3 separate regions of the Mus musculus genome follow, and regions 1 and 3 are each linked to region 2. Evidence: chromatin contacts called from public Hi-C and HiChIP or PLAC-seq data. All regions are on one chromosome and are shown on one strand. Each heading gives the region's core, a stretch centred on a gene start, on an enhancer-like site or on the middle of the called end of the contact. The rest is flanking DNA. Distances are from core to core; before and after follow the strand shown. Region 1 has its middle 21 kb from the start of Gm12052. Region 2 overlaps Commd1 (COMM domain containing 1). Region 3 has its middle 18 kb from the start of Gm40816.

What was found. A called contact is a pair of places that touch in the nucleus more often than the background predicts. HiChIP or PLAC-seq counts read pairs in DNA pulled down with a chosen protein or histone mark.
Region 1: a contact with region 2 is called in an H3K27ac HiChIP or PLAC-seq map of acute myeloid leukemia, with 8 times the contacts expected there. The contact joins two enhancer-like sites. A contact is called at or near these places in 1 of 484 Hi-C or Micro-C datasets (bone marrow-derived macrophages), 15 of 115 datasets of contacts at active chromatin or transcription factors (T-cell acute lymphoblastic leukemia, acute myeloid leukemia, bone marrow-derived macrophages and 8 more) and 1 of 9 other capture datasets (embryonic stem cells).
Region 3: a Hi-C map of bone marrow-derived macrophages shows a contact between it and region 2, with 35 read pairs. The contact joins two enhancer-like sites. A contact is called at or near these places in 1 of 15 datasets of contacts at CTCF or cohesin (the NIH/3T3 cell line), 1 of 484 Hi-C or Micro-C datasets (bone marrow-derived macrophages), 7 of 115 datasets of contacts at active chromatin or transcription factors (the 230-238 cell line, bone marrow-derived macrophages, embryonic stem cells and 3 more) and 1 of 9 other capture datasets (bone marrow-derived macrophages).

Annotation. Positions count from the first base shown.
Region 1 is chr11:22,630,910-22,634,419 of GRCm38.p6, reverse strand. No RefSeq gene overlaps it. Among named protein-coding and RNA genes, the nearest start is that of Gm12052, 21 kb to the right of the region's middle. Within about 2 kb of position 1,864, at least 145 of the 459 cell types and tissues checked have an H3K27ac peak or open chromatin away from gene starts, as enhancers often do. A contact at or near this core is called in acute myeloid leukemia, bone marrow-derived macrophages and regulatory T cells, where this site is marked.
Region 2 is chr11:22,927,723-22,931,132 of GRCm38.p6, reverse strand. The region is part of intron 2 of Commd1 (COMM domain containing 1); the gene reads left to right. Among named protein-coding and RNA genes, the nearest start is that of Zrsr1, 43 kb to the left of the region's middle. Within about 2 kb of position 2,137, at least 61 of the 459 cell types and tissues checked have an H3K27ac peak or open chromatin away from gene starts, as enhancers often do. A contact at or near this core is called in acute myeloid leukemia, bone marrow-derived macrophages and regulatory T cells, where this site is marked.
Region 3 is chr11:22,670,395-22,673,666 of GRCm38.p6, reverse strand. No RefSeq gene overlaps it. Among named protein-coding and RNA genes, the nearest start is that of Gm40816, 18 kb to the right of the region's middle. Within about 2 kb of position 1,651, at least 58 of the 459 cell types and tissues checked have an H3K27ac peak or open chromatin away from gene starts, as enhancers often do. A contact at or near this core is called in bone marrow-derived macrophages, where this site is marked.

The DNA of each region.
Region 1 (3,510 bases), core at 615-3,114, 300 kb after region 2:
ATATGTATATTTCTGCCCCTACCCCGCCCCCGTCCCCAGAGTCCATTGTGATTCATTAGTTGTTTTAGGTCTCTATGAGCACAACTGGGGAGTTATTTACTTGAGCAAGGGCTGACTGGTGACACTGTAGGATTAATCCCAGCACCAGGGTGACTGGTGGCACTGTAGGATTAATCCCAGCACCAGGGTGATACTGCTGAGGGTCGTGACCCTCTTTCTTTCAGTGACCCCATTAAGTCCCATTAGCTCCGTAGGAAGGGGTGGGGCTTTATCAGTGTCATGGCCATCCAAGCTGGGATGCCAGCATGATGATCTGGTGAAGGAGACAGCCACAGCTGCTCTGACTTCATGGGTATAGCAGGTGCGTCCTGCCCAGAGCACGCCTTTTCACAGTGCACCTCTGGATCTTAGGCCACGTGCGCCCCTGCAGCCCCTCTTTACTACTTTGTAGGCATTTTCTCACCTTTATCATACCCCTCACTCCAGCTCACCCCATCACTAAATAGGAGAGAAGAAGGATAGAGGACACAGAGAGAGAGATTCCAGAATTTAATTTTTTTCCTTTTGTTTCTTCTTTGAGCACGACTATTAACAAACTAAACAACTGACAAGCCCTAGCATTTATCTACCCTCTAAAAAGTCCCCAGAATTCCAAATGTCACACAATCACAAAAAGTATCTGCAGCTGGCAAAACCATGCCTCTGCTAGAGCATGGGGCACATCGCAGTCAGATGCTGCCCCATATCACTAGGGATTAAAACAAAAAAAGAATATTATATTCTATTATATTTTTAATATTATATTTTTAAAAAGAATATTATATTCTTATAATATTTCTGGGATTGTAAAAGAAACCAAAATTGCAGAATTCTCAGTACCTACTCCCTCTTCTGCAATGTCCCTGCAGCCTTAGGAGAGGGGGTTAGTTGAGTCTGTGGTAACCATTGCCCACTGCAGACAAACATCAGAGACACTTCTTTGGTGACAACTAAAAGGCTACTATTAGCATCTAGGGATTAGAAGCCAGAGATGTGGCTTCTTAAAGCATCCAGAAGCACCCGGCACTGCCTAACGACTGGGTAGTACTTGGTCTGAAGTGCCCACAGAGAAGCTGAGCTGGACCTGCTCACAGCATCCTCCTGGCCATTTGCTTCCTGTAAGAGTGTTTGTTAGTCTTGAGTCCTGGGGGCGGGGTGTGGGGTGCACATCCTCACTGAGGAGGACACACAGAACAGTCTGTGCTGCATCCATAAATTCTTGGAAATACCACAAGAATGCTGCAGCACGAACAGCGCTCACTGGCATTGTTTTGCAACAGGCTTGGTGCTGAGCACTTTACATATTTTTATCTTGTCATTTTCATAAGTCAGACTTTGAGCTATTAATTACCCATATTTTATAGACTGGGGAATGGAAGCATGACAGATCTCCTGAAGTCACGGAGCTCTTAAATGGAGGCTGGGCTTCTAGCATGCCCAAACACTGAGACACATTCAAGCAAAATAAGAAAGGTAAGTTCTCAGGAAGAGCTAGCTCCAAGCCTACTCTAGACCCGCCTGTGCTCTTATCTGGGGACATGGGCATTTGAGCCCCTCTCCCCATGGCACCATGGCAGCCGAGTGTCTGAGAGCCAGCAAAGAATGTCTTGACATTTTTCAAGGTGGAAAAGAGTAGAGAGAAGAGAGAAGGGTGTTCATGTCAGTACAAAGACAGCTGGGGTAGAGACAGGCAGCAGAATGAGGACTTTATATTATTTATTATGGCAAAGAATGGCAGGCTTGTGTCTAAGCCATAAATACCCTCCTTTGATCTGTGCACATCAGAGCTAAGTGAGTCACTCTTGGGCCTCAGGAATTGATGACTGTCCTAATCATCACCCTGAATGACCTTCTAGTCAAGCACTGCTCATGCTCCCTGCAGTGACTGTGTCTGGGTTAGACTGGGCCTTGGAAGAGGGGAGGTGAGCCTGAAGTGGGGGAGCACCCACAATTCCTGTGGGTGTGACTTATTTTCCTTTCCCAATCTCTGTTTGGAGATGGTTACTGGTTTCCATTCCTGAGACCAGCAAATGGCTAGAACCAGACCACAGCCTTCAAACCCAGGAAGTCAGAGCTCTGCTGTGATCCAGGAAATGGAAGCCCCCCAATTGTTCGGTTTGAGCAGGGTTATCAGGTTAGCAAAATCTTTAATGTTCCTTTTGTCCTCTTGTTTTAGTAACCCTGCTTCACCCCTGGAAACTTGTTCCCCAATTACAAAATACCATCAGTGCCGCCCACAGCCTCAAAGGCATCACATGATTCTTTTCATAAGGCCAGTAGACAAAGGCCAGAGAACCTCTCTGTTGATGGTTTCTCAGAGTCAGACCGAAGGATAGGTAGGGGCTGCTGAGATGGTGCTATTAGGAACTCAGAGTGGATGTCAGGGGCTGTGGTGGGGTGGTGGGGAGGAGAGGGAGTGCATTCCTAAAGGTCCCTGCACTGCCTTTCAGCCTGGGAACAGCAGGACTCTGGGCTTTGGGCCAGAGAGAAGATGGAGCTAAGGGATCCAGACAGGTGTCGAGCAATGTATTCTGCTCGGTGTCTTTTCTTCCAGAGCTTCAGAAAAGACTTACTTTTACAGTATTAGGAGGAAGGAAGAGAGAAAAAGGAGGAGGGGAAGGAGGGTGGAGAATTTTCTGATACCAGCCGGCTTTCCAGAGAAAATACACTGAGCAATGGTGCCATCCTGTGGCTATATGCAGGAATTGCAAACCCCCCCCCCCCCCAATTTTAACTGAAAGTTCAAGAAAACAAGCAAGTAGTTCCTGCTTTTACACTAGGCGATTATAAGTTCATTCTTGGTATATTCATTCACATAACTATCTAAGGGAAATAACTAGTGTTTGGTACGTGAGTCAATACTAAATGTAAGATTCCTTCACACATTCAGTAAATATTTACTAGTCTTTATGATGTGAATGCATTTTTCTAAAACCCTTGGACCCAACTGTAAGTAAAAATATACATTCTTGCACTTGACATCTTAGCTGGAGGGGAAAATATTCTTACCAGAGTTTTTTGGGTCACAGCCTGGCAGTCCAGCAACCTAGGCGTGGTCATCTCCCTCCCCTCTCAATAGGCCAATCAGAGAGGTGAATAACATCCATCGAGAAGAGAAAGATGTATTCAGTGTGGTCGCACCAGCAAGAGGAACAAACAGCTCCCATAGCTCCCAAGCACACTGTGGGGTCCTGACATGAAGTTCAGGATTAATAAGAGGACACGCGGTACACACTGCTGAGCAGTCCTGGGCAATGAGTGGCCCTGCCTTTCACACCTCCAATCTGTCCTCCAGGTGGGCTTGTGCAGTTGTTAGAGCTGTGTGAAACAGCATTCTGGGACCCATGTTCCTCTCTGCCTCCATCCTTTCTTTCTCCTAGCATGAATATCTTGGGGGATTCTAATCTCATGGCGACCATTATTTCACTAGAGAGATATACAGGACCTTGTGTGTGTGTGTGTGTGTGTGTG
Region 2 (3,410 bases), core at 888-3,387:
AAACCCCCTACAGCATAGGTTCGGAGTCTGTGACCCCCAGCTCCAGTGTTTTAGCACTTATATACAGGGCAGTTAGAAGTTCCTTGAATGCTTAGGGTGAAGGGGAGGGAAGATGGGTCAGGTAAGTCATAGCTCAGACATGATACCATTTGGTGGGGCAGAATCCCGAGGCTGGGAGGGGGATTAAAGACTGTCCTTTGTGGGGCTATCAGGAACTAGTTTTATGGCCGGCCATAACTGTCTGTGACCTCTGATTTTTTTTTCTATGACTTAAACGTGGGACCCTAATCTCCTTTCTTCAAGGATATGCACCAGCTACACCTGGTTATCCAGGAGAGTGCTGGTCTTGGTGCCACCGAAGCTGAGGAGTTTTTGTCATTTGTCTTATGAGACTCCTTGAGTCCTCTCAGACCAGCCAGGGAGGTAGAAAGAACCCCTGAGTTTGCTGCAAGGCACTCTCCTCTCAGAAGCAAGCAGCCTGTGCGCCTCAGTAACAGATCTGACTGACTATGATCTTGAAAGGCAGATTGTGTGTCTTAATTCTTCTTTCTATTCCATGTGCTTAAGTGCAGTGCCTGTGGACAAAGTGGCTATTTCAGTTGGATTGGGAAAGCAGATTGGATCTAAGTGGATGTTAGTCACGGTGAAAAGAAAACTGTCAGAGGAACCATGGAGTTAAGAGTGTTGACTGCACGGATAGTAATTTCTTTGGGGAAGTAAGGAATGAATAATGAGCATGCTTAGCCAGAAGATGGCTAATCTTAGCAGTGTGCAGACAGACATGGTGCTGGAGAAGGAGCTAAGAGTTCCACATCTTGATCTACAGGCAGCAGAAGGAGCCTGGGTGCTGCACTGGCTGAAGCTTGAGCATCACAGACCCCCCCACAGTGACAAACTTCCTCTAACAAGGCCAGTAGTCCTACAAGGCCACACCTCCTGGTAGTGACACTCCCTGTGGGCCAAGCATTCAAACACTTTGAGTCTTTGGGGGCTGTTCCTATTCAAACACCACACCATTTAAAAAGTGTTCTGCCTGGCAGTGGTGGCGCACACCTTCAATCCCAGCTCCTGGGAGGCAGAGGCAGGTGGATTTCTGAGTTCGAGGTCAGCCTGGTCTACAGTGTGAGTTCCAGGACAGAACTACACAAAGAAACCCTGTCTTGGGGGAAAGTGTTCTCCCCTTGAAAGCTTTAAAATATTCTGATCATAAAGAGACACTTGTTTTGAGTATCTATATTAGTTGCAGGTGGCTTCCAATTTGTTCTGAAAGAAAAGGTGGAAAGTCAGACTGAGCTGCAAGCAGCTGGTTCCAGTGTGACACGCCTCTTTTCTGTCATCAGTATGTCATCTGGATACACTAAGGGTGCTAGTGCAGCCTGTACAGGGATAGATCTGACTTGACAGGGGCAAAGAAATAAAAGACAAACATACAGACAAGCTGGTAGTAGGTGGACTGAGCTCTCTGTTGGGAAACTGTATCCCAGAAGCTCAGTGTTTTGTTATGTAGAGTTAGAAAGGGAGGTGGGTTTACATAGATAAACAAGGAGGCAGGTTTATAGAATACATCTGGATCAGGAGACAGGCTTAGCTAATCTTGGTAGGAGCAGTCTCTTTAGGAGAAAAGTCTTTGGGCCATAAATATAGGGTCTGGGGAGCTATTGGTGGGCATTTCCTGCAGACACCTTCAATTTCCGTACTCAGACCCTTCAGGAAGGCTTTAGCATTTTCCTGAGCTGGGGCAGGATGGGGTTTGCCATTTGAGTCTGAGGCTAGGGTCCTTGATGTGTGGTCTTGCTGGTGTCAAGAGCACACATTCAATCACTCAGGACTTCTGCAGGGAGTGATGCACAGGGAACAAGGAGCCCAGTGGGAAGAGCTGATCCTCAAGTGCCATGTTGTTACAAATCATACTATTTCTCCAAAATTCAGCTTTTTGAGAGCGTTACTTGGTATTGTATCAGTGTATCAGTGGAGAAAAGAACTGTTTCAATATCAGAGTAGTTTGTCAAAGTCAAATTTACTTTAATTAGCCTTGAGTTCCTCAATGTATTGGTGACCGTCCTGCTCTGTGACAGAGTACCGGAAAGAAGGAACTTGAGGGTGGGAAGGTTTGACTCACAGCTTGTCAGTGCAAGGAAAGAGTGGTGGAGGCAGCGGGGCACGTTGCACCCACGGTCAGGAAGCAGAAAGCAGTGAACACTCACTGTCTTAGGTTTCTGGTGCTGTGATAAAGCACCATGACCGAAAGCAACTTGGGGAGCAAAGGTTTATTTCATTTCTCATATTCTGAAGGAAATCGGGTTGGGAAGTCAAGGCAGCAAGAACCTAAACAAAAGTCCCAGGGCACTGCTGCTGCCTGGCTTGCTCCCCAAGGCTTCCTCAGCCTGCTTTTGCCAGAAGCCCAGGAGTGGCTCCACTCACAATGGGCTCTGCCCTCCCCATTAATCACTAAGTAAAAAAATGTCCTACCGAACCTGTCCACAGGCCAGTCTTTGGGGACATTTTTTTTTTCAGCTGTGTAAAGCTGATATAAAACTTGCCAGCACACATTGTCAGCTCACTTTTTACAGTAGCCTGCTCCTCCTGCTCACCATGGTGCTGGCCACACTTAGGGTGGATCCTCCCACCTCAATGAATGGAACCTAGAAAGTGCCCCACAGTCATGCCCAGAGTTTTGTTTCCAGTGCAGTTGTCAATCAAGGTAGACCATCACACGCAGGGTCCCTGACAAGGCTGCTACTCTGTCAGGGCCTCAGTGGGTGTTTTCTACATCAGGGTGTGTATGGAACAGACTTCAGGGATTTGACTTTGAGATAAAAGTCAACATTCTTTGTACAACCTTTAAATTAATAGCACAAATGCTTGTTTGTTAGCTAAATATTTTCCTCATCTGTGATAAATCTACGTATGAATTTTGTTAGAAGAGGACAAAGGAGCCAGCCCAAAGCAAACAGGAAGAGGGACCACTGCCTCCTGGGAGCCTCAGCCAAGTTTAGCATTGTGGGCTGCAGCTGTGCTTCTTACGTCCCAGACCCTGCCCCACAGGGTTTGGTTGTTTTTGTTTTTGTTTTGGGGTGTTATTTTTTGTTTTGTTTTGTTTTTTTGTTTTTTTGTTTTTTTTTTTGTCTTCAAGGGTTGATTGCAATTTTTCAAAGTTTAACAAGGATCTATAAGCCTCAATCTTACTATAGCAAAAGGCACAATCAGTGAGAACAAATTGATTTTAGAATCCCAAGTGAAATTTCTTGCTTTGAGCAAGAATGACTTACTACTGTCAGTGGTAAGGCATCAAAATTGGCTTACCAATAGGGGGAACGTGTTCCAACATTTTATGCTTTGTTTCCTGATGTGTTTATAAAAAGATAAAGAGAGAGAATATGTTCTGTGGGCGTGTAGTGAGGTATGGGGGG
Region 3 (3,272 bases), core at 402-2,901, 260 kb after region 2:
ACACACACACACACACACACATACACGTATGCACACACGCGCATATGTGTGCACATGTGCACTCCAATAAAGAAAAGATGACTGGGCTGGTGAGATGGCTCAGTGGGTAAGAGCACCCGACTGCTCTTCCAAAGGTTGGAAGTTCAAATCCCAGCAACCACATGGTGGCTCACAACCATCCAACCAACAAGATCTGACTCCCTCTTCTGAAGTGTCTGAGGACAGCTACAGTGTACTTACATATAATAAATAAATAAATAAATAAATAAATAAAAAAAAGAAAAGATGACTACACATAGCACACACAGTTGACAACAGTGTAGGGTAGAAACTCATCAGCTTCCATGGGGAACTAGGAGACAACTGGACCTGTGAGAAGAAAGCAGAATGTTCATTTTGCTACCTGCTTGCCATCTGCTTTCAGTGAATGCATGAAATAACATTAAAATTATTATGGTGTGTGTGTGTGTATACATGTGTGTTGAAGGCCAACATGATCTTTACTTTTTGCCCTCTATTACAGTGAAGGAAGTGTTCTTGCTTTTATCCAACCCATGCATCAGACCTCTATCTCTGGTCTATCCACAGGCTCGTCTCCCTCTGCTCTCTGAACCAGGTGCTACTGTGGGCACCTAAGTCATCACATAGGGTCAGGGGTTGAACTCGGGTTGTTAGCCTTTATCTGTTAGGCTATCTTGCAGGCCCAAGTAACATTTAACTTTTTTTTTTTTTTTTTTTTTTTTTTTTTTTTTTTTTTTTTTTTTTGAGGCAAGATCTCACTATATAGTTCTTGTTGGCCTGGAGCTTGCTATGCAGAGCAGCCTGGTCTTGAACTCAAGAGAGATCTGCCTGCCATCTTCCTAGTGCTGAGATTAAAGGTGTATACCACTAGAAACAGCACCTCCCCTCCCCAGGAAATTCTTATAGAGATGTGTCCTTGGCGTGTAGAAGTTAACATAAAGAGAGCATGCATAATCTAGAGGTCGTGGCAGCAGATGTGTAGAATATGCCCTCTGTGTGTCTAAATAGGTGTGGCCACAGAGACCATAAGCTCCCAATGGCAGGTGTATTAGAAAAGATGAAATGTAACTGACAATTCTAGGACTTAGATTCTGAACCTTGGAAAACATAACTCGCAAAGTTTCATTTGAAATAAATTGATTTCTTGTGGATTTTCAAGAATAATTTTCTGTACATTTAATATTAGCCTTTTTGACACAAAATAGTGAATACAGACAGTATTTTCCAAGAAGGATCGCAGGCTGCCAGCAGGTACTGTTTTTATAGTTCCTGCTGAGTCCCCTGTGCTCCACATTTGTGGATAGCCTGCCACCTGCCTCTAATACTGTGTTACTATGACAACCTGCCTGGTGATTCTGTCCCTGGGAGACATGTGATCCTCAGGCCTGTGGCAGAGCCTATAGGCTGCACCCACTAGGCCCTCATTTAGGCTTGGATTCTATTTATTTTTAGTGCTAGGGCTTTTTCCCATTTTCCCATTAAAGTACAGAAAGAATAGAAGAGATGTGTTTCCTGTTGATAGAGGAAGAGAACACAAAGAGGAACTAAAAATAAGCACATATCAGCTATATGCACTGGATGCCTTTCCTATGGGAAAAACTGGCTTGAAGGAAGCAACAGAGAACTTGGTCATGTGGCTGTGTTCTCAGGGACGTGGCATAAGACATCCCCTTGGTTGGGGACCAAGAAACGTGTGCTCAACCTCCTGTTGTGAGTGTGCTGGCTGCTTTTATGTAACAGTAAAGCTAATGCTGGACTAGACTCAAGTTATACAGGCTCTGACGCATTCTGCTGACCTGGGGGCCATCTGGCTTCTTCAGGGATTGAGTGTGACTGGGTAAAGTTGTTAATACGTGTAGTGGCACCTGCATTTGAGGGAGTTTTCTGCCACAACAGTGTGAAGCCTCCCACAGGGAAAGGTCTTCATGGATCACACATTTACATTGTATCAGCTCTCGGTGAGGTCTGCTCACCGCATCAGCTGGCATTTCACAGCACCAGAACCAGCGTTTTGACTTTTGATGCTGCGGAGTCACAGTAATCCTTCACTGATGCATCATGTTCCTTATGTTTCTGTTTATCACCAAGGATCTTATTTTAATTTGTGTGGGTGACTTCCAATCAATCAGCTCTAGTGTAGTCCAGAAGAGAACATGTAATCTAATAAAAACTTGGCTAACTGATACTAGCCATTTGTCTTGTCATGATTACATTGTGATTTTCCCAATTAAATATTTATTCAGAGAAGTCAAATCAATAAGACTGTGGATTTGATCTAAGAGATTAAGCACATCTATTGTTCTCCATAAAAAAATTTCTATTTGCTATTACACGTCTTTTGTTTGATCTAAGAAGCCCCCAATTATTCTCTTCCACAAGCTTTGAAAGCAAATAACTTAAAATTAATTATAATCATATCATTGATAGTAATATGCATCCTTGGGTTCTCAGTTGATAAAATTACTTTAATTCAATTATTTCCCTTCCATTTTATTTTTCCACTCATCAACAGCAGTCCTAGAAATTCTTCACCCTTTATGTCTTTATGAAACAGACTCAAGCAACACATAGGAATGTATTTAGTTTCAGACAAAGTTCCATGTCTCTCCTACAATTCAACTACAGATCTTTTTGATCTCCTGTGTTTGATCCTCATTCTTTCTCTACTAGTATTCTTTCCTGCACCCAGGAGAGCCAGGCGGTCTTGAGAAATCCCCTTCACATGCTACCCCACGGTAGGCTATGTCATCATTGCCTAAGCATTTTTGCCCTTATATTTCCTATTAATATCCTACCATCTTACCATCTCACCTACCTCGTGTTTCCAGACACTTCTGATATTCTGACTGCTCAGCCAATGCCTGGCCTGATGCCTAGCAGGTGATCGCCACCCTGACATGGATAGAGGCCAGTCATCAAACTGACCTTCATCGCCAGTGGACACATTGCCTCAGCCTTCTGCTTCCCCCTGTTTCCATCCTAATTCTTCTTCTAAATTCTCTAAAATACCTAATTGATGATCCCTCATAGCACAGCAAACACATGGGTCTTGTAAGCCAAAAAACGGAGACTCAGTCTTGCTGGGACAAACAGGAGAAGCATCAATCCTGCCATCAGAACCCAAGCTGATATTCTAGTTTAAACCAGTTCCTGATTTCTGTTCTTGAGATCCATATTTATTTCTTTTTTAAAAAAAAATATTTGCCGGGCATAGTGGCACATGCCTTTAGTCCCAGCACTTGGGAGGCAGA